7 separate regions of the Mus musculus genome follow, and all the other regions are linked to region 1. A link is a contact called in public Hi-C, HiCAR-type, HiChIP or PLAC-seq and promoter capture Hi-C data. All regions are on one chromosome and are shown on one strand. Each heading gives the region's core, a stretch centred on a gene start, on an enhancer-like site or on the middle of the called end of the contact. The rest is flanking DNA. Distances are from core to core; before and after follow the strand shown.

Evidence for each region. Promoter capture Hi-C pulls out the DNA fragments that hold promoters and counts their contacts. Hi-C and Micro-C count contacts between places; a contact is called where the count stands out from the background. HiCAR-type assays count read pairs that join an accessible place to other places. HiChIP or PLAC-seq counts read pairs in DNA pulled down with a chosen protein or histone mark. Capture Hi-C pulls out chosen DNA fragments and counts their contacts.
Region 2: an H3K27ac HiChIP or PLAC-seq map of thymic regulatory T cells shows a contact between it and region 1, with 6 times the contacts expected there. The contact joins the promoter of AU040320 here to the promoter of Zscan20 in region 1. A contact is called at or near these places in 2 of 115 datasets of contacts at active chromatin or transcription factors (astrocytes and thymic regulatory T cells).
Region 3: a contact with region 1 is called in a HiCAR-type map of astrocytes, with 6 times the contacts expected there. The contact joins the promoter of Zmym1 here to the promoter of Zscan20 in region 1. A contact is called at or near these places in 2 of 39 promoter capture datasets (embryonic stem cells and hippocampal neurons) and 2 of 115 datasets of contacts at active chromatin or transcription factors (astrocytes and large pre-B cells).
Region 4: a contact with region 1 is called in a Hi-C map of B cells, with 5 read pairs. The contact joins the promoter of Zmym6 here to the promoter of Zscan20 in region 1. A contact is called at or near these places in 2 of 39 promoter capture datasets (hippocampal neurons and stem cell-derived epiblast-like cells), 1 of 484 Hi-C or Micro-C datasets (B cells) and 2 of 115 datasets of contacts at active chromatin or transcription factors (astrocytes and large pre-B cells).
Region 5: a contact with region 1 is called in a promoter capture Hi-C map of liver, with 4 times the contacts expected there. The contact joins the promoter of Pef1 here to the promoter of Zscan20 in region 1. A contact is called at or near these places in 3 of 39 promoter capture datasets (hippocampal neurons, liver and pre-B cells).
Region 6: a contact with region 1 is called in a promoter capture Hi-C map of liver, with 2.4 times the contacts expected there. The contact joins the promoter of Tmem35b here to the promoter of Zscan20 in region 1. A contact is called at or near these places in 6 of 39 promoter capture datasets (the 3T3-L1 cell line, the C10 cell line, embryonic stem cells and 3 more) and 1 of 9 other capture datasets (liver).
Region 7: a contact with region 1 is called in a promoter capture Hi-C map of hippocampal neurons, with 6 times the contacts expected there. The contact joins the promoter of Dlgap3 here to the promoter of Zscan20 in region 1. A contact is called at or near these places in 2 of 39 promoter capture datasets (the 3T3-L1 cell line and hippocampal neurons).

Annotation. Positions count from the first base shown.
Region 1 is chr4:128,608,503-128,612,003 of GRCm38.p6, reverse strand. It overlaps Zscan20 (zinc finger and SCAN domains 20), which reads left to right and starts at 1,906. Exons shown (of 8, transcript NM_177758.4): 1 at 1,906-2,010.
Region 2 is chr4:126,752,076-126,755,576 of GRCm38.p6, reverse strand. AU040320 (expressed sequence AU040320) reads right to left here and starts at 1,807. Exons shown (of 21, transcript NM_133886.2): 1 at 1,582-1,807. Ncdn (neurochondrin) reads left to right here and starts at 2,148. Exons shown (of 7, transcript NM_011986.4): 1 at 2,148-2,606; 2 at 3,496-3,501. The coding sequence starts at 2,574.
Region 3 is chr4:127,059,229-127,062,729 of GRCm38.p6, reverse strand. Zmym1 (zinc finger, MYM domain containing 1) reads left to right here and starts at 1,576. Exons shown (of 8, transcript NM_026670.5): 1 at 1,576-1,734; 2 at 3,071-3,220.
Region 4 is chr4:127,075,487-127,078,987 of GRCm38.p6, reverse strand. Zmym6 (zinc finger, MYM-type 6) reads right to left here and starts at 1,605. Exons shown (of 14, transcript NM_001285885.1): 1 at 442-1,605. The coding sequence starts at 531.
Region 5 is chr4:130,105,903-130,109,403 of GRCm38.p6, reverse strand. Pef1 (penta-EF hand domain containing 1) reads right to left here and starts at 1,848. Exons shown (of 5, transcript NM_026441.4): 1 at 1,754-1,848. The coding sequence starts at 1,777. Gm40258 (a long non-coding RNA gene) reads left to right here and starts at 1,286. Exons shown (of 2, transcript XR_868200.3): 1 at 1,286-1,803.
Region 6 is chr4:127,124,303-127,127,803 of GRCm38.p6, reverse strand. It overlaps Tmem35b (transmembrane protein 35B), which reads right to left and starts at 1,761. Exons shown (of 3, transcript NM_001099319.2): 1 at 1,611-1,761. The coding sequence starts at 1,715. It overlaps Zmym6 (zinc finger, MYM-type 6), which reads right to left. Exons shown (of 14, transcript NM_001285885.1): 14 at 3,430-3,501.
Region 7 is chr4:127,167,603-127,171,103 of GRCm38.p6, reverse strand. Dlgap3 (DLG associated protein 3) reads right to left here and starts at 1,900. Exons shown (of 12, transcript NM_198618.5): 1 at 1,739-1,900.

The DNA.
Region 1 (3,501 bases), core at 657-3,156:
TCTTACCCACTGAGCCATCTCACCAGCCCGGAGCTGAGAATTCTACACCTTGTTCTGAAGGCAAACAGAAGACTCTTTCCAGGCAGCTAGGAAGAGCGTCTTAAAGCCCACCCCCACAGTGACACACTTCCTCCAACAAGGCCACACCTCCTCATAGTGCCACTCCCTGGGCCAAGGATATTCAAGTCACCACAGGGAGGTAGCACAATTGATAAGGTACCTGCCACATGTTCAATAAGGGTCTCAGTTCAGGTCCTCAGCATTCATATAAAAGCCAGGAGTGTCAGTGCCATAGGTAACGCCTGTACTGGCAAGTGGGATGGGGAGGCAGAGACAGGCAGATTCCCAGAGCTCATGGGTTAGCTAACCTAGCTGGATCCTTCAGTTCAGTAAGAGACCCTCACTCTAGTAATCAGGGTGGAGAATGCTCCAAAAAGGGCATTCATTTTGACCTCAGGCCTCCACAGGCACATGCACCTGCATGCACAGTGCATCTATCCACACAAACATGTTTACAAAAGAGGCGTTTGGAGTTTGCTGGAGGCTTTGCAGCTAGGGAGTATCAAGGCATAGATCCCACATTGAAAGCAAGTGGCTGGACTCCATGTTTTACCTACATATTATCTTTAATCTCCCAGGAACCTACCCTGAGATGGAGGTTTTGTTCTGTCACCTAAATTTTACAGCTGAAAAAAAAAAAAGACAATCGTGATGGAGTTGTTTGTTTGTTCAAGGACATACAGATGGGATGTATGAATTGGGGTTTGAATCTATGGCTGACTGACTACAAGACCCACATTTCCAGCTTCCTATTAGATGGCTCATACCTCAAGAGTATTTACAGTGTTTATCATAGGGTTTCTATTGCTATGACAAAACGCAGTGACCAAAGCAACTTGGGGAAGAAAGGGTTTATTCGGCTTACACTTCCACGTTGTAATCTGTCACTGGAGGGAGCCAGGATAGGAACTCCCACAAAGCAGGAACCTGGAGGCAGGAGCTGATGCAGGGGCCATGGAGGAAACGCTGCTTACTGGCTTGCTCAGTCTGCTTTCTTACAGAACCCTAGACCACCGGCCCAGGGGTAGCCCCACCCACAATTGCCTGAGCCCTCCACTATCAATCATTACGAGAAAGTCCCGCAAGTTCTCCCATAGTCCCTCTTATGAAGGCATCTTCTTCACGGAATCTCTCTTTTCTCTGATGACTCAAGCTCGTGTCAAGTTCGCATGAAACTAGCCAGGACCGTGGAACAAAGCAACTAAGTATTACACTAAGATTATTCAGCTACAGGGATTAACGTGTTTCTGACACCCAGGGATTCAAACTCCGTAAGACTAATTTACATAAAAATGGCTAGTATCTGCTATCTATAGTTGGATCCTGGATCCGAATTAACAGTTCTAGGTTTATTGCCTCACTGATGCCTCACATAAACCTGTCACATGAATGCTATTATTCTTACTTCACAAGTGAAGAGGTGAGATATAGAACTCTGCCAAACCACTCAACTAAGTTGTGAATTTGTGAATTTGAAATTGTAGTTACAACAGACAAACTCTCTCTTGCCCAATAGATGGTCACTGTATTCACCCTCTTTCCTTTTTTTATTATTTTTCCCTACTCTCTCCAGCTCAACCCAGGGGGCCCCACGCTTCTTCAGTAGACCCCGACCCCACGCCCTTCTAATCTAGACTCCACCCAGTAGGCGGCACCGTCACCGCAGAACCAATGGAAGAGAATAGTATCGAGCTACACCCCCCCAGGCATTGGCCCTGCAAGATTTGTTCCGGTACCAGAGCGCCTGAGAAGATGAGGCACTCATTGGCTGACGTCATCTGAGAGGCGGCCGATAGAGGAGTGGCCACCGGTGCTCGCGCGTTGCCTTTTGGGAGTTGTGGTCTCAGAGATCGGGTTCCAGGGCTGGCGGCGCTGGGACTATGCGTCCCAGCATCCCCTGCAAGAGCCCGGGAGCACTTCCGGCCTGTTGAGAAGTGGGTGTCTCTGTGGGTGAGTCTGGGTGGCGGATGGGGTGCAGTTGAGAATCAGGCGCTGGGCTGGAGGCTTTGGAGGTGGTGGTACCCGCGGGGGAGGGGAGCTGGGAAGGTGAGAGGGGAAAGCAAGCATCGTGGCGTGTGTGTGTGTGTGTGTGTGTGTGTGTGTGTGTGTGTGTGTGTCGGGGCGGGAGTGCGGGCGGGCAGAGGCTGCAGCGTGTGGAGATGGGCAGGGTCACCGAGGGGTCGGGATGAAGAGTGAGTTGGAGAGGCGGGCAGTGAGACGGGTCTTACCGAGGTCTGTGGGTAAGGTGGTAGAGATGCGTTTTGGCTGTGAGGGGAAGTTACCTTAGGGTCTAGAAAAGCACAATCAAGGGAAGAGAGAACTCAAGGGCCCTGGCAAAGAAGTGAAGAGGCCCTGAGCGGAAAGTCTGACCTTAAAATAGTGCTTCATTCTCGACACCTGCGTTCATGTCATCTGTGACGGGACTGGCTATTGTGTTCAATCCCAAACCTGTACTTCTTTCCTCATAACTGATAGAAGTGAAAGGCATCTTTATCTACTGACCCGCCCACCCTCGACTGACCCGCCCACCCCTGCTGACCCGCCCACTGACCTACTTGTTTTACCAGCTGATTCCACCTGCGCCTGCATTCTTCTTCATCCACGCCGTTTGCTGTACACTGTTCGAGGCTTGCCATTTCTTTAGTATCTCTTAAAATGACCTCTGTCTTCCGGGAGCCTCTGCAGAAGTGTCCACATTTTCATTTCTCCAACTCGGAGAAACATTGCAGCTAGTGTGATCTGTTGAAACCCTCAACTGTATACCTTCCGTTTGTTCTCCAGCTTGGAATCCATCCCTGGCATGCAACACGTGTTGAATGGAATCTGATCTAGTAGATTCTTCATAATGCTCTTTGCAGCCCACTTTTCCCATACTGCACGCTCCGGGGCTGCCAAGGTGTTTCCCATTCTCCAGGTGGGCCATTTTGCTTCTCTACTATTTCATAGCCTGCCTCTCTGCTGTAACCTCCCTCCCCCATTCTCTCTGCGTTGTACTCAAGAACCAAATCAACAGTTCCTTAAGCAAATTGCCACCTCCAACTTCCCAGCTCCCAAATCACACTTTCTTTATGACATTGGATTAATATAATTATCTGTGACTTTTAAATTTATTAATTATCATTATTATTATTTGTCTCTTCCACTAGATAGCTTCATCAGGGCAGGCAGTGTCTGGATCATCTCCATTTTCTTTGGTCCAGCCCAGAACAGCAGACATCTAATGTAGATCCAGCAAATGAGTAAAGACTTGGTGAATGTGGGCTAAAGACTCTCAGGGGGAGCTTTGTTAGACCACGTTTGAAAATGGCTACGGACTTCCAGGGCTGTGAGCTTCAATCTTCTTCCTGACATCGATATCTGCTGGGAGCTGAGGTTGTTGGGGGCTTAAGGACAGTGTTGGCCAACACATAGGGATGCATACAGCGGCTTCCTTTACCTGAG
Region 2 (3,501 bases), core at 558-3,057, 1.9 Mb after region 1:
AAGAGGTGTGTAGGCCACAAACACATTGAAAAGATCATGAGGTGTAGCCTAAGAAGCTATACTCGGAAACTTCGCTAGCCTCCCAGGATGGAGCTGAGAGAGTGTATGTGTGTGTGTTCGTGAGTGTGTTCTCGTTTCTGCCTACCACAAAAGGATTTAAAACTAAAGGTGACTCAACACCTGTCATCAATATCTTGGCACGTGGGTGGGAAAAGCAAAAAAGAAAGGAGAAGGCTTTGAAAACAGGAGTAATAAATACCATTGGACTAGCAAACTGGTTACAAGTGCATGGGAGAGGCAGAGCTAATCTCATTTGCACTCCTAGCCATTTACTCGGCTCAAACCTACAATTGCCTATGGGCACAAATCACTGCTAGGGTCCAGTTAAAGGCTTGCTGACCAGAGGCAGGAACGACAAAACACTGCTAAGACCCAAAATGTTTGTTATCAAATCAAAGGGTAGCAACCCAGGGAGAGAACACACACACCCCCACAATACTCGACAAATGAAAATCTAGAAAAGCTCCCGGTAGTTCTGGCATTTAGGGCGTTACAAGTACACCCGAAATAAAAGCACGCTGTTGCAGCAGCTGTTCAGATACAGCAGGGGGTAATGTTTACTTAATACTTCAGGTTGATGGGGAATGTATCATAGTTCAGTCTGTCAGCTACATACGTGGAACTCCATTTATATACACAGCGATAAGATATGTTTGAATAACGACAGAGCCGGTCTATTCAACGGGTGTGAGTAATCAAGAATAAAGCTTTAAGAAAGAAAGAAAGAAAGAAAGAAAGAAAAAAGTCCTAGATGTTTGAGAAAGTTACAGAACAGACTGCATGAATAGCTTTGCTTATATTTGCAAACACTGTTTTCCAAATAGCTGGAAAAATGAACAGATTGTTCTAGGAGGTCGTCTTTCCAATTTGTTCCTAGTTTCCAGTCTGTTAATCACAAGATAGCACAAGGAGAGTCAGCTAAGGAGCTTTAACAGCTTCTATTGTCAGTTGGGCACAACCACCGTGAGATGAGACCAGGCAAAGCATTCCTGGAACCCCGCCTGAGGTCTTCTACTTTGACTTCCTTCAGTTCGCTTTTTGTGCTCACTGCAGCCACCGCAGGACCCTCTAAGGGGCATAATTGTCAAAATTCTCAAGGAGGAAGGTTTTCGCCAACGAGCCCAGCCCCGCCCCCTTTATTCTGTATCAACTTTTTTTTTTCCCTTTTCTTTTCTTTTAATCTCGATGGGAAGATCATCAAACACCAGAGACAGCAACTCGGGACGAGGCTGCAGAGGTCGAGAGTATCATAAGGACCGCAGTGCCTCAGCCTGGTCTGCCCATATGTCAGGGAATAGAGGGAGCTGCCTGACCAGGCCTGAGTCCCAAAGCGGAGGGGTTCAGATTGGGACTCTGGCACCTGCAAGGCTAGAAGCAGCAGATTTGTCCTGTCCCAGCCAGGAGCGCCATCTCCGGGTCCCAACGCCGGACCAGCGTACCCGAGGCATCGCCCGTCCCGCCTCTGCCCCTCCCCTGAGCTCCTGGTCCTCGGCCTGGCAGTCAGCCGCCCCGGCCACCTACCGGGGCTCAGGGCCACATAGAGGGGTGCCGGCTCTCGGCGGCCTCCGCCTCCTCCCGATCCATGGGCTCGGGGACCCCCAACCTTCTCTCCCCTCACGCAGAGGAGGAAGAAGGAAGTGCTGGCTCCCCACCCGGACAGCTCCCTCTTGCCTCAGCCTCCCTGGACAGCGACCGCGGCCGGAAACGCCGCCTCCTTCCCACCTCCCGGGGCTCAACCCGGAAACATACTCTTCACGCTGAGCCAGTCCTCCTGCCCCCACCCTCCGGAAGCGCAATTCCAGCCGCGAGCCCAAAAGTGGGAGGAGGGGCGGCGCTGAGGGGAGAGCTACGCACAAGCGAGGACGTCCGGGCCCTCAGCCTTTGGCCGCGAGCCCTTGCGGGGCGGCCCGCACCTTTCCTCCTTAGCTCGAGCACTCAGGCCCCAGACTCGGGCAATTGCCCACAAGCAAGATGGCCGCACCGGAGGCGCCCCCCTACTGCTTAGCGCCCTGCTGTGCCATTGGTCAGAGTGCGGAGTGAGCCCAGCGCCGATTGGTCGAGAGCGATGCGGGGGTGGGGGTGGAGCTGTAGCAGCCTGGAGCCAAGAGTGGGCAACGCGGCGTGAGCAGCAGCCCCAGGCTCCCGGAGCATCGCGCCCGGAGAAAGACTTCGCCGCTCGGGGCCGCAGCCTGGTGAGCTCAGCCCCCTTCAAGCCCTCCCCTGCATCTCAGCCGGAGCCTCTCCGAACCGGCGCTGATCGATGCCGAGACTCCCCAGGGACCCTATCGCGACTCCATCGTGCCATATCTCGACATCACCGTACCCTGTCGAGACTCCATTTTGTCACAACCCCTTTCAGTATTTATCTATCTACCTATATATTTTTTTAAATTTGCCCTATCATATTTGGGGGCTGTCCCCTTCATGTCGTGATTTCGCTGTGATCTCTCCGTGACATCACCGCGCCATCGTGAAGTGTGATCTCATCGCTGCCCTGTCGTTCGACTTCATCAATGTCGTGTTGTGACCTGGCTGCGGCGGGACAGGTGGTGACCGCCAGGATCCCTTCTCCCCTTCTCATCTCTCCATCACTGCAGCCCCGCTTCGATTATCCGGCTTTTGGATTCTGTTATCCTGAGAGCCACCCGACCCCTCTTTCCTTCTCCAGCCAGTGCCGGCACCCACAGGCTGTTAGCGGGACGGACAGGGAGAGTACAGGGAGCACAAGGGGTTAATGTTGCTGCTGCTGCAGCAGCAGCTGCAGCTCCTGCTCTTGCAGCCTCTGCAGCCTCTGCAGCCTCTGCCCGAGGGAGGGAAAGAAGAGAAGGCAAGGAGGCTGCGGGGGCGATTAAGAGCCCTGGCTGGAGGGGTGGGTCCACAGGGGAGTCTTCAAAGCCTTCTCTGGAGAGCTTGCCTTCTCACTCCTGCTGAAGCCAGTCTACTTTCTCTGAAGAAGGGAGGGGAAAGGAACCCTAGAATGTCCTTTTCTTCCTTGTCGGCGTGAGTCCGGATAATCGAACTTGACCCGTGTCTGTCTGCATTCCTCCCTGTCTGTCCTCACCGCTCACTCCTCGTGTGCCTCCTGGAGAGAGATAAAACCCGGTGTCTGGTGCCAGGGGCTGCTGAGCAGTTGGGCCAGCTCCTTCCCACTTCTAGACTGGTGAGGAAAGCTGTCCAGCTGAGCAGCGGCATGCATGGTCCTCATATCCCACTTTTCTGGAGGTGACCTTGGACCAGGGTCCCTTCTTCATCCTAAAGAATTTGTAGGTCCAGCCTCTTAAAGGGGCTCCCCCAAGGGAGGTCAGTCATGAGGAAGCCACCCTTCCAAATCCACCCCCCCTCCCTCTGTGCTAATCCCTCCCTACATCCTCCACTTCCACCCCCGCCCCCGCCCCTCCTCTGCAGAGGGATGCTCAGTCCCTCTTGTGTTCACAGTTGGGC
Region 3 (3,501 bases), core at 327-2,826, 1.5 Mb after region 1:
CTGGTCTACAGAGTGAGTTCCAGGACAGCCAGGGCTACACAGAGAAATCCTGACTCGAAAAACAAAAAAGAGAGAGAGAGAGAGAAGGGGGGAGGGGGAGAGAGGAGAGTGCGTAGAGCAAGTGAAGGCTATGGTGGTACATACCTTTAATTCCTACATACCTTTAATTCCAAGCTCTCAGAAGGCAGAAACAGGCAAATCTCTCTGAGCTCTAGGCCTGTCTACACAGTGAGATTCTGTCTCAAAGGAAGGAAGGGAGGGAGGGAGGAAGGAAGGAAGGAAGGAAGGAAGGAAGGAAGGAAGGAAGGAAGAGGTGAGAGCCAGTCTTGGAGGGCAGAGAATCTCTGAATTTGAGGCCAGCCTGGTCTATAGAGTGAGTTCCAGGACAACCAGGGATACACAGAGAAACAGTGTCTCAAAAAAAAAAAAAGAAAAGAAAAGAAAGGAAGGAAGGAAGGAAAGAGAGAGAGAGAGAGAGAGAGAGAGAGAGAGAGAGAGAAAGAAAGAAAGAAAGAAAGAAAGAAAGAAAGAAAGAAAGAAAGAAAGAAAGAGAGAGAAAAGATAGATGGAAGTTATGGTCAAAGACAAGATGAATAGATCATTAAACTTTATATTTTTCTTTACTATTAAGACTTAGAAGCCGGGCGTGGTGGCACACGCCTTTAATCCTAGCACTCCGGAGGCAGAGGCAGGTGGATTTCTGAGTTCGAGGCCAGCCTGGTCTACAAAGTGAGTTCCAAGACAGTCAAGGCTATAGAGAAACCCTATCTCGAAAAACCAAAAAAAAAAAACAAAAAAACTTAGAAATAATCAAAATGATCTGCTCCCTCCTTAATTCTTTAGCTATACCCATCTGTCCCTACTTTTTCATTCCTCTTTTTCTGAGACTATTTACAACCATGTTTTTAAAGTTGTAACTCAACATCTGAGTCACTAATGTTGCATTAGCCCTTAATTTTATTTATGTATGCATGTATGTATTTATTGTGTTTATGTGCACATTGCGGAGGTCAAGGAGCAATTTGCAGGTATCTGTTCTCTTCTTCCACTAAATGGATTCCAGTGACAGAACCCTGCTAGTCAGACTTTGCGGTAAACTCCTTAATAGGCTCTGTCATCTCGTTGCTCTGTCTCAATCCCCCAGCTTTTGTTGTTCCGTTTGTAAAATAAGGTTGGTTTTGAATTTTTAACCACACACCTTCATCTTACAGGCCTGTGCCCCCTCACTCCTGCCTTTAAGGACCCAAATATGCCCATGTGATGACATATTCCCTTAATACCAGAACTAGGGAGGCAGAGTCAGGAGAACCTCTCTAAGTTCAAGACCAGCTTGGTCTGCATAGTGAGTTCCGGGACAGTCAGGGGTACATAAGTGAGACCCTGTCTTAAAACAAAAAAAAACAAAAAACAAAACAAAACAAAAAACGAAAAACGGGCAGCTAAGGTGACATTAAGGATAGCCTAAAACTAAACCCCCCTGACCCGCCCCGTCAACCTCTCCTGCTTAGTCCATCCCCCGCCTCCGCGCCCCAGGCGGACCGCGGTGCGCATGCTCAGCCGCAAAGGCCTCCGGGAGAGGGGCGGAGCCGGCGGGGTTGTTTGCACGGCAAAATGCGAGTGGGCGCTTCCCGCCGCTGAGTTGGAGACAGATCAGCCATCCTCGTGGAGCCGCTCAGGCCCGCTTTTCCAGAGAGAGGCGGCATTTCTCCCGTCCTGAGGAGGGTGACGCGACAGGTAGGAAGACCACAGTGTCAGGAGAGTCGTGCCCCCGGCCTCCAGGCTTCTTAGCGTCCTGGCCTCTGTGCGGTGACTGAGCTTGGTGCGTTTGGTCTCTTGCGGCTTCTTTCTGTAACTGCCTTCCGTTACACCTGTGGCTCTCTTTCCATTAAGCAGTGTATTTTTCAGACATAAACAGATTGGGTGTGTTGGCCCTTGCCTTTAATCCCATCACACGAGTGGCAGGGGGTTCTCTGAGTTCGAAGCCAGGCTGTTCTATAAAGTCTGTTCTAGGCCAATCAGTGCTACTTAATGAGACCTGGATTCAAAAAACAAAAACATCGGGCTGGAGAGAGATAGAAGCAAATAGTTTTATCTGTAGAGTTCTGTGAGTGAAATTTGCAGGTTAGCGCTGGCGGTGGCTGCCCATTTTTCTAATCCTGGCAGGGAGGCAGAGGCCATTGGATCTCTTAGTCTACAGTGCTAGTTAGAGGACCTTGAACATTGTTACTTGTTACATTGTTACTTCCAAATATTTCCAAGGAACTTTTCTTTTTTTAAGATTTATTATATGTAAGTACACTGTAGCTGTCCTTAGATACTCCATAAGAGGGCATCAGATTTCGTTATGGATGGTTGTGAGCCACCATGTGGTTGCTGGGATTTGAACTCAGGACCTTTGGAAGAGCAGTCGGCGCTCTTAACCACTGAGCCATCTCGCCAGCCCCCCAAGTAACATATTTGGACTGTGGTTCATTGCTGGTAACTCATACCAATAGTAAGAGATTACTGTACATTTGTTTGTTTGTTTGTTTGTTTGTTTGTTTTGGCTCTGGGGATGGTTGAAACTGGCTATCATGTTGCTCACAGTTACCTTGAACTCCTGATCTTTCTTCCTCTGACTTCCAAGCTCTCCTATTTTGGGATTTTTTTTTTTTTTTTTTTGAAATGTAAGGAGACTCTGTGAAGAAGAAAAGGGCAAGTGAGATGGCTCAGAGGGTAAAGATTCTTGCCCCCAAATCCGATAACCTGTTTGATCGCCAGGCCCTACATGGTATGAGGAGAGAATGAACTACCATAGGTTGTCTTGATATGTGTGTTTCTACCACCCCGAAACAAATAAATAAATGCAACTTAAAATTCCTATGTTGAGAACCCGGAAAAATGGCTTGGTGAGTAAAGGTGTTTGCAGTCAAGCCTGCCAGCCTGAGATTAATGGCCAAGACTGACTTCTCCACACATGCCATGCATCATGAGTACAGTCCCTTACAAGCATGCACACTTCCAGTGGTAATTAATGTAACTGTTAGAACTTTTACTTAATTATATGTGTATGCGTCTATGTGAATTTCAGCACACCACATGTATTCAAGAGCTGGAGGAGGCCAGAAGCTGGGGTTAAATCTCTTGAAACTGGAGTTACAGGTGCTGGGAACTGAACCCAGGTCCTCTGTAAGAGCAACAAAGTGCCCTTAACCAATGAATCACCCTTCTAATCCTAAATGTAAGTCTTAAAATGTTTCTTTTTTAATTGGGAAATCCTGGGTAAACGGGAAGGAAGCACACACAGCACACCATAGCCTGGTGTTCGCTCACACAACACTCCATAGCTTGGTGCTCAGGGCAGTTATGTGGAGGGTCCAGCAGGCTCTCCCTTAATCTGCCATTTTCTGTTGAGTTGGCCAGTTGCCTTGAGTATACTTTGTACATTATGTTCAGTTCTCTATTTTAAAAGAGCATTGTCAAATCCAACAACCCAAAATTCAGGAGAAAAGAAACTCCACA
Region 4 (3,501 bases), core at 356-2,855, 1.5 Mb after region 1:
ACATTACAATGTAGCAAAGGGTAGGAGAGTGCCCAAGAAAGAACAAGACAGCAAGCAAAATGCCCAACTGGCTTTTAAAACCAAGCCACTCCTGGTAATGACAGAGCCTGTACTTGGATCTTTACCTCTCAGGGTCACCCTCCAGCAATCACGCTGAAGCAGGAGTAAGTTTCCAATGAATAAAGTTTGGAGGCTCCATTCATTTTGGACTAGCACTGACAATTGCGCACTCACAGCACTGGGAATATACTCTACTACTTAATCGTATATCCCCCAGCCTCCATAGGACTCACCTAACGCATGAAAAAAATTAATCAGTTGGGTTGTATCAACGTATAAACCAGCAACCATTGAGTACCATTCATTTCCAATTCTCCGGAATAATACCAATTCTAACGCTAATAATTTTTAGTATTTTGAAAGTCAAAAGAAAATGCTTACATGAGCATCATCAGGTTCTTCTTTAATTCTGTCCAGAAGCCCTTGTTGTGCCATTGCTTTGTCACATCCACCATCCAAAGGTTCTTTCATTCTAAGTGCTTATGCCGAGTTCTTATCCCATCTAAAACTAAGATGACGCCTAAAACATAATATAAAGGATTGGTACTTGGGTTTTGTTTTCCTTCATACTAACATGTTAATAGCTTCAGGATCGAGCATTTGAGCAACACCCTTCTGGGACTAGGACTAACTGTTCTTTTTGCTCCTGGATTAGCTACCTTCCAATGAGAAAAGTCTTAGACAAGCACTATGGTCTTCACTATATTGGAGGTTGTTGCGATACAGACTGGCTGAACACGCCACAGGAGGACCCTAGCAAGTGGACAGCTGGACTCAGTACTTAATTTCTGATTGTGTGGACACTGACATGTGACTCATGTCTGCTCCAAGTGAGGCCTCACCTTTGCCTCTACCTCAGCCTGCACTAACAATAAGAACCGATTTCTCATCCTAAAGCCACTTCAGAGCCTCAGACGTCATCACAACTAGAACGCTAGGTTCCCATTTAGAGGTGGGCCAACTGGTCATTCTGGAGGCAACTCCCCCTAACGTCTTCCTATAAACCAGTGATTCTCAACATTCATAAACTCGGTTAATGTGGCGACCCCCAACTATAAAATTATTTCGTGGCTCCGTCATAACTGTAATTTTGCTAATTGCGAATTGTAATGTAAATATTTGATATGCGACCCTGTGAGGGTTGAGAATGGCTGCTAGAAACCCCTGTCTGGGCTCTCTTCAGATTCCCAAACGGTAGTACAAATGTAAGCCAAGCTATAAAGGAAACCCTCGCAAAAGGCCTGTCATCAATTCCAGCCAGCCATAGAAACAACAGGTTTTTTAAAACCCTGTTGCGAAGCCGGGTCGAGAACTTTCCACCACTTGCCACAGTTGTAACACTCTACAGGCGCGTATCCCTCCTCTGAATGTCGCAAGCTCTCCGGCGTTCCCGTTCGCAACCAGAATTCCCCAGCCTGTCCCCCAAAGGCCAGAGGAGGAACTCAGTCTCCAACGGAGCGCGCGAGCCGCCAACTGCAGCGAGCCTGAGGATGCTACGGCACCACCGCGGCGCAGCCCGCCGCCGGTCACGTGATGAGCTGCCACTCCGCCCCCGCCAGAAGGGGACGGTCCTGTCACGTGAGGTTACCCAGAACTTCCTGCGGCGCCTAGTCACGTGGAGGGCCACGCCCCGTTTGGGCACGTGGTACGTTGCCCCCTCACAAGCCCACAGGCCTGAGCGGCTTTCTCTAGCCCGGTAGGACACCCGCCTCCAATGAGACGCCAGTCGGAGAATGCACAAAAGCATTCAAGGTCTCAGGTGGGGACCATGACAAATTACTTTACTGGAATCGCCTGAGGAATGGCAACGCAACGCCTTGACAACTGCGCGTGCGCACTCCTATTTATGCGCTAGACCTGAGGTAATTGGACGTTCCCGGCCTTCATTCCCGCCCTCTATTCCCATCATGCCCTAGACCTAGCCGTCCCAGCATTCTCACTTCCGATATGATTGACTTCTTAAAGAGACAGGGCTGTGGAAAAAAAAAACTGGAGGGCTGTAGAGTTGGCCCAGTGGTTAAGAGCACTGACTGCTCTTCCAGAGGTCCTGAGTTCAATTCCCAGCAACCACATGGTGGCTCACAACCATCTGTAATGGAATCCAATACCCTCATCTGGTGTGTCTAAAGACAGCTACAGTGTACTCATATACATAAAATAAATAAAATCTTTAAAAAAAGAAAAGAAAAAGCTGGAAGGAGAAATGGAGGAATGTCAAAGCTCAGAAGTGTTAGATGGAGCTGTATATGCCCTTCTCCATTTTTTAATGTGCATCACAGTTGAGGAACATAGGAGAAAGATGACTAGCGCTCAACCATCTTTCTCTTTTTTGGCCTATAGTCAGGACAAAGTCTCATAGCTCAATAAACCAAGAAAATCCCTCACAGACAAACTCAGATACCTGTCCCCAAGTTGATTCTAAATCCCATCAATTTAATAAGATTAATCATCACATGTGAACCTGAACCCCACTGGAGCTGGACTCCAGCACTTAAGGGGCAAAGATCTAAAATGAGAGAAGGCTGAGCACGAAAGATACTAAAGGGCATGGGAACAGGAGGATTCTGATTTGAGGAGAAGGGTCAACCAAAACAAAATTGTGTGAAAACACCAGAGGAAATCTACCCATACATGGTATTATAAATTATAATCAAATATTAGAGACAGTACACATAGTTTCTATTTAAAATGTATGTTTTTGTTTTCTATTATTTGATAATTTTATGCATGCATATGTGCTTTGATCAAATCCCTTCCCCTGTCCCCTGCCATTCACTCTGCCTTTTCAAACCCACTTGGTCCACTTAGTGATGTCTGCATGTGCATGGGCTTATCTTCTGCAGCATGGGTGTCATCTCATGTCCCATATCCCTGAAGAAAATGGACTAAATATCAAAGCGTTATTGCCGGGCATGGTGGTGCAAGCCTTTAATCCCAGCACTTGGGAGGCAGAGGCAGGCAAATTTCTGAGTTCGAGGCCAGCCTGGTCTACAGAATGAGTTCCAGGTCAGCCAGGGCTACACAGAGAAACCCTGCCTTGAAAAACCAAGTATATATATATATATGTGTGTGTGTGTGTGTGTGTGTGTGTGTGTGTATAATGTTACTAAATTCATGTTTTAAAAATATCTTCTCTGTATGATTGATGAGGTTTGGTTTTTTTTTTTTTTTTTTTTTTTTTTTTTTTTTGGTTTTTCGAGACAGGGTTTCTCTGTATAGCCCTGGCTGTCCTGGAACTCACTTTGTAGACCAGGCTGGCCTCGAACTCAGAAATCCACCTGCCTCTGCCTCTGCCTCCCGAGTGCTGGGATTAAAGGCATGCGCCACCACACCCGGGTTTTGGTTTGGTTTTTTGAGACATGGTTATACTGTGTAGCCCTGCTGTCCTAGAACTCACTCTGTAGTCAGTTGGCATTCACCTGCCTTTACCTCTCAAGTGCT
Region 5 (3,501 bases), core at 599-3,098, 1.5 Mb before region 1:
AATATGTACTATGGGAATGCTTTCCCAACCTGAGCTCCCGTGGAACACCAGCTTGTCACAAAACAATGAGCAGACGTAATTCAAAACAGATGGGGTAGGGTGGTCCCTGGTTAAGAAAGTTTTTAGGACTATGACGCATTCTATGACTTTCTGGGAGATTTGCAGTGAGCATTACCACGCTGTATTAACAGAGCAGTTCCCAAGCTTGCTTAACCACAGGATCCTCTATCAAGAGCACCCATTAACATCTCACAAAACCCAGCAAGTGGGGCGGAGTCTGGGAAGCCAGGCTGTGGTAGTTCTTCCTACTTGGAGCCCACACTGGCCTCTACTCACTTCTGCCAAGTATGCAATAAGTGGAATTCAAAGCTCTAACCCTGGCCTCACCCTCACCAGCTATGTGAGACCTCTAAGCCTCTCTGGGTTTGCTCCTCAGCTATAAGTCAAAATAATAAGCCCTGCATGCTTACAGGGTCTTCATATGGGCACAATGGGGGCCCAACTGCTGTGTGGGAGCCAGCAAGATGACTCAGTGGGTAAAGGGGCTTGCTGAAAGGCCCAAGAAGGTTGATCCCCAAGACCCACATGATAGAGAAAAAAATAATTCCTGTGCATGTGCACATGTGTAGCCGCCCTCTCCCCACCCCCAACACACACACAAAGTAAATGTAAGAAATGCTATATAAACCACATAGGCCTTTAAATATCTTTTAGTCTGTGACTATGGCCAATCAAAGCTTGGTAATAACCCATTTGACTTTGCATTCCACTTTCCATACATGAGACTAATCTCTTAAACTACTCTGTGATCAGGACGATTATTTTGTCCAAATTATTTCGAAGTGAGGGGCCTGCTTTGAAAACTCCTACAAAGTGATGTTACACTTTACCGTATAGCATAGCATATGCCTACAGGAATCACATCGTTCTTCCTAATAACTCTGTGAGGGGTGGACTCTTACTACTTGGTCCATTTTATGAGAGGAAACTGGATCAGGAAAAAAAAAAAAAAAAAAAAAAGACTTAAAACTAATGCGGCAAAGATCTGGCTCCACTTTTAACTCAAAACTGCATTTGGCACCTCTATGTCACCTAATTCTGGCCACAAAATAAATCACACTGAAATGATGTTCCCGGCTGGTTCAAGGCAGGCTAGAAAGGAAGGAAGAAGCAGTTGCAGACAACCCAAGTTCTGACCTTGGCTCTGCTGCCTAACTACTTGGTAACTTAGATAAACTCCATATCTTCTCTGGGTTTCACTTTTCCTACGTGTGAAAGGACGCTGGACAACCGTGAGGGGTGTAATCTCACTTCTGGTACCTCCTACCACTGATTGTCCCGAGATTATTCGGTCGCAGGACGGTGCTGAGAGAGTCGGGCAACTTGTTTTTATCAAGTTACGCCCAGAAAGACTCCAAGGGAAAAAGAGCTCTAAACGCCTCGAGAGCACAGAGGACTCCGCCCCACGGAGACCTGAGTTAAGCACCCTGGTCCGGTTCAGCCCGGATCAATTCACAGCAAAACCCCCAAAGCCAGTTTTGCGCAATATAAACAACCCCTCGAGTGGTCCTATGTGACGTAAAACGAGCGCGACGGACTGGCCCTCCTGTTTCTCGCTCACACAGAGTCTTGTTGAAGTAAACCTCTGCGTGAAAAGGCTGCGGATCAAGTGGGGAGAAAGAGCCGAGGATGGAGAGTGGTACCGGATCTATAGACAAGCCCAAATATTGACGCAGGGGCCACTACAACTCACCTGTCCGTTTGGATAGCTGGCCATGGCGGTTATGACGTCACACAACTGTGGTAGGCGGAGTTTCCTGCTCCCAATGCCGCTCCTGGTTGGATTTTGGGGCGGGTCCGATTGTGATTGGACGGACAGGCTGTCAATCTTCCGGTCAACAAACGGAAGTCACAGGCGGTGAGCTGGTACCTTACAGAGGGCTGGGTAGGAGTGTCCGGAAGTGTTGTTGACCGTAGTGGCTCGTTTGTTTTTATTTTTCGTGACCTGCAGCGGACCTCGGGCCTGGCCAGCTGTAGTTATCTAATGGGGAGACTTGGTCAGTTGTTTCTGTGGTGGCCATATTATAACCTGGCAAGGCCATATTATAACCTGACGCATATTAGTTACGTCACTGTCGTGATCACTTTACTTCTAACGCCCAGGCGGTTGCCATGGCTACTGAGAACTTAAGCCTTTCCTGGAATGCAGGTGCCATTTAGAACGTGGGTACTAAACAGACCCGTGGACAGTGGAGAAAGGTCAGACCGCCAGAAGAGAAGGAAAATTAAGATGTCACGGTGCTCCTATCTTTATGTATGGGGAAACTGAGGCTCAGAAAGGCAATGACTTAGTTACCTAAACTCACAGTGAGTTCCTCAGCAAAGTACGGCCTAGAACTAGTGTCAGTAGATGACTAGGTCTCAACAAGGAGGTTTTATTCCCTCTGTAGGTCAAATCACAGTTCCTAAGTTACCAACTTTCCTGTACTTGGCTCTTGGGGTTTAGGTTCTAAACTTGGTTGCATGTTTATTTGATTAGTTACATTCCCACGTGGCCGGGCCTGGTGGCACATGCCTTTAGTCTCAGCAGGCAGAAGCAAGCATACATACATAGACAGTTCCAGTCTAGCCATGGCTGCATAATGAGGCTCTGTCTCAAACAACAACAGCAGCAGCAGCAACAACAAAAACTCTCATGTGGACAAGAATTGTGTTTGATTTGCTTATAATTGTATCCCCAGTATCTACAGTGCCAACACTATACTTTTTAAATAAAAAGTCCTGAGCTTTCAATCTAGCCAGGCACTTTCCACAGTCCCACTGCTGATCGTGGTACTGGCCATAGGACAGTCTGCAAAGCACGGTCCTCATCCTTACCTGCAGAGGAAGACAAGTCTGGTGATCCAGTTCCTTCGTGATCTGGCCCAGCCTTACCCACCAGCGCCCCGCTGGCTTATTTCTTTGCTCAGCTTCCCCCTCAGCACTGGCGTTAGTGAGCAGATCCTGTTGTTCGTTTTCTTTTTTAAACAGTTTCTAGCTGTGTGATCTTGAAGAAGTCATTTAACCTCTCTGAGTCACAGTTTTCTGGAATACAACTTAGGAAAATGCTAACTTAAAAATGAACTAGTCACAGCCTCTCACACTCAGGGTTACAACACTCATTCATAAAGACCAATGGCCTCTCACATCTACTCCTCCTGTCCCACCCTCTCTTTAACACCTCCCCCCATGGCTCCCAGCTCATTAGCCACTCCTCTCAGTCCCTCCAGTACTGCCACTGTGTCGCAGTCTAGCCCAGCGTAAGAATTCTCTGATCATTTCCACAAAACTCATCCTTCCTGTCTCAGAAAATAAAATATATATATGTATGTATATATAATCAATCATCTGGTTTTGCTCCATGTTCCAACCACCCCTCTGCTCCAGGACCCCTCTGTAGTCTGGCCTCATCGCCAATGTCTTTTTAGTGAACTCCAGCCCCGCTCCCTTCTCCATGGAGAA
Region 6 (3,501 bases), core at 512-3,011, 1.5 Mb after region 1:
AACGCCTGTCAGTACTACTTATCAGAAAATGCAGTGCCTGAAGGCACCACCGAGACCTCCTCTGCCTATAACCGGCTCCCTTAACAAAACTGCTACAAGTAGTTTAAGAGCCCGGTAAGGAGGGGCTGACCTTGACCTATAGGGCTGGCTTTTGGAATTAGGAACAGACGTGCCCGTGTGAAAAAGGGCTTCAGGTGTAGTCGGTTTTATGTCCTAACCAGACCTCTCCATAGATGATAACCCAGCTCAAATCCCAGAAGAAGGGAGCAGGGCTTGGCTTTCCCATCTAGGGCCAGGGCCTAGGAAGGGCTACAGATTCTCTTTGTGCCAGGTCTAGTTTCTCTTCTCTCTGAATATCTGCAGGTGGGATGGATAGACTCCTTAGAGAATGACTGACACTTTCCATCTTCTATGCAGGTCCTGATTCTACTGTGGCAGACACAAGGAACAGCTGAGGGGGTGTAACACACCCTACTCAGACCCTTCCCTGGGCCTGCTCCACCCTCAGGACTGTTTCCTGTGGTCCAACAGCAGCCCTGCCTGTCCTACTCTGGCTTCCAAGGAGGGAGCTCCATACTGTCACCTACAGAGCTGCTCCAGAACCCCACAGCTGAATTGAAAGGGGGAAAAAAAGCACGGATTTTAAATTTACACTTTTATGCTGGGCTACAGTGACAGCTATCCTGGAGTGTATGTGGTCCAAGGGCCGCACATGAGACACACCTGCAGAGAGTTTAAGCTGTTTGGCTTTTACCATATCTATCCTAAAGAACCCACCATCTTAGGGAAGAAGAAAGAAGAAAAGAGGAGGAGGAGGGGAGGAGAGGAGGGGAAGAAGAAAGAGGAAAGGAAGAAGAAAAAAGGAGGAAGGGAGGAGAGGAGGAGGAGGAAAAGGAGAAGAAAATCGTAGTAGTACCCAGGCTTGGGAGGTGGCAACAGGGGTCTTCCACAGAGCCTGGCTTCTCTGAGGGTCTGGAAACTGCTGGTAGACCCTCTCGGGATAAGGAACTACAGTCAGTGACTTCTATGCTTCTGTCCCAGGCTGCGTGGGACACTGAGGAGTCTAGTTAGATTGGTCTACTTTGAGCCTTGCTTGAATAGCTGTGTAATGTTTTGGTAAATTACATTTTACCATCATGACTAGTTTCAAGCTTAAAAAAGATTTCTAAGGTAGGTAAGCCGTTAATCCCAGTAGTCTGGAGGTTGGGGTAGGTGGATCTCTGCAAGTTCGAGGCCAGCCACTACACTGAGTGAGCTCCGGGCCAGCCAGCCAGAGGGACACATTCAGAAGACCAGCTCAAACAAACAAACAAAAACCAAATAAAGTAAAATTCTGCCTCCCCAACCTGGAACAATGGGTTGGTGGATGTGGGGTGGAGAGGGGTGCTAGGTCACTTTTTCACTTTGTCTTCCTGGACCTCCTGAGTCCCATCACTTCTCCAACTCTAAATCGGCCTGGGGACAACATGCTCAGCCAGCAGTTAAGTCCCGTGCCCTCCCACCTGGAGAAGGTGTAGAAAATAGGAGGAAAGGCCCAGGCGGCCTCGAGCCCGAAGGCATGAAGCCCCCGGGAACCGAGCACACACTGTCCTTCCCCGGGTGCCGCTCACCATCTGTTGTGACACGGGGGCCGAGACCTGAAAGAGCTTGGCAGCCCCGGTGAGCGCGAAGAAGACGCCAAGCAGAACCCGCAACACGCCTACCCTGAACGACATAGCAGCGCCCGCCTTCCTGGACGACTCTTCCTCCCTACCGGAAGACTACAGTCGGTCCGGCCCGCCCACCCGGTTACGCCCAACTTTCAGCCCCGCCCACTGATGGCCACCTCCGCTAAGACCCGCCCACTGAGGCCTTTCCTTACAGGCTGTACTCATTGTGGAGGGTGCGGAGTATCGGGTGTGTGTCCACGCGATCTGGCCTTCAAACCCACCCGTGCTAGAGGAATCTGACACCACCCAACTCCCTGAGTGTCTCTGGGTCTGCAGCTGTATGGAAGTTGCACAATGGCCTTCAGAAAGTTACTAGAAAATCAGTGAACCCTACAATTAATGAGCAATAAAGCAGTAACTGTAAGTTTTTCTGGTCCACCTATGCCTAAAATACCTGCCCCTCCCATTGCTCAACCAAAAGAAAAATGAGAAAGATATTTAAAGAATCCCTTACTTGGTTGCACTGGCAAACAGAGGACCAATTTTTTCCGGTTGTCGAGTTTTTTAACACACACCCATAAGGAAAATAATAACATTCTAGAAATGATTAAGCAATGTTCAAGGAATTTTCACAACAATTGAAAATTATATAAAACTAACACCTCGGGGTACAAGGGTGAAAGTGTTGACCTGCATCCATTTGTATACCATCTATGGCTGAGCCACTGAATACTATCTGACCTTTCATGAAAGCTGGCTACTGCCACGCATGATGTGCCTGTAATTCCCCAACTAGTGAGGATAAGGCCTGAGGACTGCCCAGAGTTGAATGAACTTCACAGCAAGAACTAGGCTAGTGAGGACTATATCGCAAAGGCCAGTCTCAAAATAAAATAAAATAAAATAATTCCCAAGCCCTGGTCTATGGGTCCAAAAGAAGCCCTATGGTCTCAAACCCTCCCACTGTTCATGCTTACTGGCCACGTACTTGGATCTGCTTCCATCTACATAACTCTCGGAGGGCTGGCGATATGGCTGGTGACTAAAACTGCTCATGTTTTTAAAGTGCACATGCCTACTTGGTCATGCAGGAAGGTACTGGTTGCTGGCCTAACTTAACTCTGTTTTGTCACTTTTTTTCCCCTGAGTCACTTTCTCCTGTGATAGATAACCTTGGAAAGACAAAACTCACCCAAAAGCATAATGACAGTGAAGAAGCAAAGCCAGCTCCAAGCAGCAGCGAGTCTGGCAGAGCAGACCAGGCCTTAAATGGGGCAAATGCCACAGTGATGAGGCTAAAACCAAACTGCTCCCTAAAGTGGGAACCATTTGCAAAACTAGAACTGAAAGAACCATCAATCAGACGACTGTCCTTACCAAGAAGTCCGACTGTCAGGCGCCCAACCCTCCACTGTTCCCTTTTCCTGTGATATTTCAGAGTCCCAGTTAGTCCTTCAAACTAAGGTGGCATTGTGTCCCAGCAGTCAGGAAGCAGAGGTAGTCAGATCTCTGAGTTCTAAGCTAGCCTGGTTGACATGAGTTCCAGGATAGCTAGGGCTATACAGAGAGGCCCTGTCTCAAACAAAACAAAACAAAAACTGCTGAGGTGGGTGGGGTCAATGAATCACAATTTGTTCTTCCCAGCCCAGTCTTGCTCTGCCCTTCACTGCTCACCTCTAACTGGTGTACTGGGACAAGTGGGTTGGCCTGGTCTCTTGGGGAACTCCGTAAACAAGACATTTCCTCTTGAAACTTCAAGAACAATCACCAACATAAAGGCTACATTTTCTCCCTTGTGTTATTAAAATTACATATAATTATGCTCAGTTCCACAATTCTTAAATCCCTGTAC
Region 7 (3,501 bases), core at 651-3,150, 1.4 Mb after region 1:
ATTTGAGGCTGTTCATCCTGTATTCACGTTCCTTTTAGAAACACCTGCCACCCTAGCCCTCCCAGCTCTCTTTTTAGACCCTGATTCACTGCCAACTCACGAAGCTCTCCCTCCCCTCCCTCCTCTCTTCTCCCTCATCTCTCTCTTTTAGGCACTGACAGCTGGGTACAGAAGTAGACCCCACACACGCACTCAGGGGATAGTGGACAGAAGTGGAGGGCAGTGATCCAGTGTCAGGGAAAACACACTAGAAAGTCCTACTCTCTAATTGTGGCCTAGCTGGGTTTCTTGGGTCAATGGAAGACCTGGGTGAGAATGTTTCTCTACCACTGTCTGGCAATGTGTGATTGTGAGAGATGCAATGCATTTCCCAAGCCTCAACATCCTCTTCTGCAAATTGGCATCATAATAGATTGAGCTGTGTGGAATGGCTGTTTTTGCAGGTTAAAAAACACAACAACAACAACAACAAACAACTGCTCAATACTGTCAATTTCATATGGCTTAACCTGACAGCATCTCAGCTTGCTTCCAAGGCAGTTAGAGAAACAAGAAGAAATGAGAGGAACAATTTTTCAAAAGTCCTAGACTGATACAGATACATTCTTCTATTACTACTTCAAGGAACTAAGTACAGACCCACCTGAACCGTGAGCTAAACCAACGACCCAGAACTTGGAGATTTGGGACTTGGAACTCTGGGAAAAAGCCACCTGCTCCAATGACTAACAAGGTAGATCTTCCTCCTGGCCTCCTCATTCTAAAGGGCCTTTGGCCAAGCATCATTGAAATAACACAAGCTCCTAGTACTCTTCACCCTCCCCCAAAAAAGTATCCCCACACACAGGTATACAGCCTTAGGCTCACCACCAGCAGGGACTCAGCATGAGGGAAAGATACCAGTGACTTCGCAGAGGGTGCCCCAGGAAGTAGATGAAGGTGCAGAGTGCTCTTGTCTGTGTCCAGGATAAGGAGACTCTGGAGGGAGGGGGCGGTCTGACCTCGGGAAAAGTAGGATCTTCCCGTGCTAAGTCCCACCAAGAATGGGGGCGGGGCAAAACCCAGGTGTGGGTGAACCCTGCTTGGATGTATTCCCACACAGTCACACAGTACACATACCCAGACCCATTCACAGAGATAGTCGCACATGCACATGCACACGCACGTCCATTCATACACACACACTCAGACACCTACATACACAGCCACACAGTGCCAGCACACACTCAACCACACATATGTCGACAGACTCATGGACGGTTAACACCCTGAACGCTCACTGCATTACACTCACTCACCCACAGACCCACACGGTGACACCCTCATCACATGCACGCTCACACACCTGCAGAGGAAACTTCTTTCCGGATCTCCCCAACACCACGACTTCCCCCCACAGCCAGCAGGCTACTCCCTCCCAGACCCAAGCTTCCATTCCAGCCGGGCAAGGGCTGGGCGGGCGCTGGCTGGCCTCCCGCGGCCCCAGCCGGGACAGCGCGTCTGCGGAGCGCGTGGTCCCCAACCCGTCCCCGGGGTCAGTCACGCCGGCCTCCAGGCCCAGGGTGAGGCCGGGGGCGGCCGCAGAGGCCCAGCCCCTCCCCCCCATCTCGGGGCCGGAGTCCAGGCCGCTGGAGCCCCGGGCGTGGGCGGCGCCGGGGCTGCAGCGGGGCTGAGCCTGGGGGGCGCTGCAGAGGGCGCGGCAAGCGCGGCCCGATCCCCACCCCTCCCGGTTGCTTACCTGGCCCGGTCGGGCTCCAGCCGGGGTTACATGGTGCCGGCGGCCCGGGCCGGGGGCGCTGCGGCTGCGGGAGCGAGTGCGGGCTCCCGGACCCGACACTGCGGAGCCCCCGGCGGAGGGGCCGCGCCAGCTGCGGAGCCCCGAGCGAGTGCTGAGCGGCCGCGGGCGCGGGAGCCGGAGGCGGCCAAGCCACGGAGGCTGGATTTCCCGGGGACCAGGACGGGGAGGCGGGGGGATCCCGCCCGCGCGCTCCGCCCCCGCCCCCGCCCCCGCGCAGGGCGGCCGAGCCAGGAGCCCGCGACAGGGAGGGGGCCCGCGCTCCCCGCCCCCGCAGCGGCCCCGCGAGGACCGAGGTCGCAGCCGGCGGGCAGCCGCCGCGGTCCCGGAGGAGCGCCCGCGTCTCTGAGCGACAGCGCCGGGGAGGCCCAGCTCGGGGGTGCGAATGTGGTCCCCCGGGTCGGTGTGTACCGAAGACCCAGGAACCAGCACATTCGGTGTCACGACCGCGCACAGCAGACCTGGGCACCGGGACCCAAGCCCAGAGCGCGGGCAGCTGGGGGAGACACACGGCTGCCTCACCGAGGCAGTCACACCCTGAATGTCACACACAGCCTCCCCCTCGCAGGCACGTCCTCTTAGGCTCCTGTCCTTAGTTTCCCGGGTCTGTAAACCCGACCCCAGCTCTTGGCCTGGGCTCTAGGAGTCCCCCTTCTCCGCACTAGTCCCTTCTGCCCCACCCCTGCCAGGGCGGGGCGCTGTGCCTGGCCTCCGAGTCTTTGACAGGCGTCCCTCACCCACAGTCCGCCAGCGGAGGCAATCCCCAGTGTGCAGGGATAACCCCGCTATACCTGCCGTCTTAGCTGGGGGCCCCACCCGTGCCCACTGTGCCCGCCCACCTCTGGGCCCCGAGCCAGGGGCTGTGCCATGGCGGGGGTGGGGTAGAGGGGGGAAAGGGGACTGTCCGAAGCACAGCGCGAAGCTGCAGAGCCAGGACACAAGCTGCAGAAGCGCTGAGAGCTGACTGCAGCAGTCCCTGGCTGGAATCCGTCTTGGCGCCCAGAGCAATGCTGTAATGGGGGGGAGGGGGCCGCGTGGGGAAGCCGCAGGAGGAGGGGCTGAGGAGATGGGGGAGGGGCCGGTTCTGAATTCTGACTTTCCCGGCGGGTGTTGAGGGCACGCGGGCGCTCCAAGTTGTGGTAGAAGGCGAGCTACATCCTCTACCTTGTCTGGTATTGAAAACTTAAGGTGGTGAGGTGTGGGCTTTGGAGCCTTGAGACAGTCCACCACCCTAGGGACAGACCTTGGGAGATGTTCTGAGTCAGGGTCCCCAACAATGACTCCTATTTCTCTGTATTTCTTTGGTGTCACTGTCTCTCCTCCTTGAGTAACCGGGCAAACTGAGGCACGGTAAGTAGAATTCGTGGGTCCTAAGGAGCTAGAACCTGGAGCCAAGCCCACACCCATTCCCTAGAGGGACCTTTTAAGGTGCCACATTACATAAATGACAAAAAGGGACCTAGAGGACCCTTCCCCCGCGGGAAACCAAGCAGTCTAGTGAGATGAACAGACTAGCCAACTATCTTACCGCCCACGAGACCACTTCAATCGTCCCTTCAATCATGTAGTGAGGCTGCAGACAATTCCCAGACCAGCATTTATTCAGCCAAGAGCAGATGTCAGAGAAAGTAAGATAGAAAGTTGGTTCAGGAACACTTTGTAGAACTGAGAGAAATGTCTCATTTCCCATGGAGCATAAGAACAGT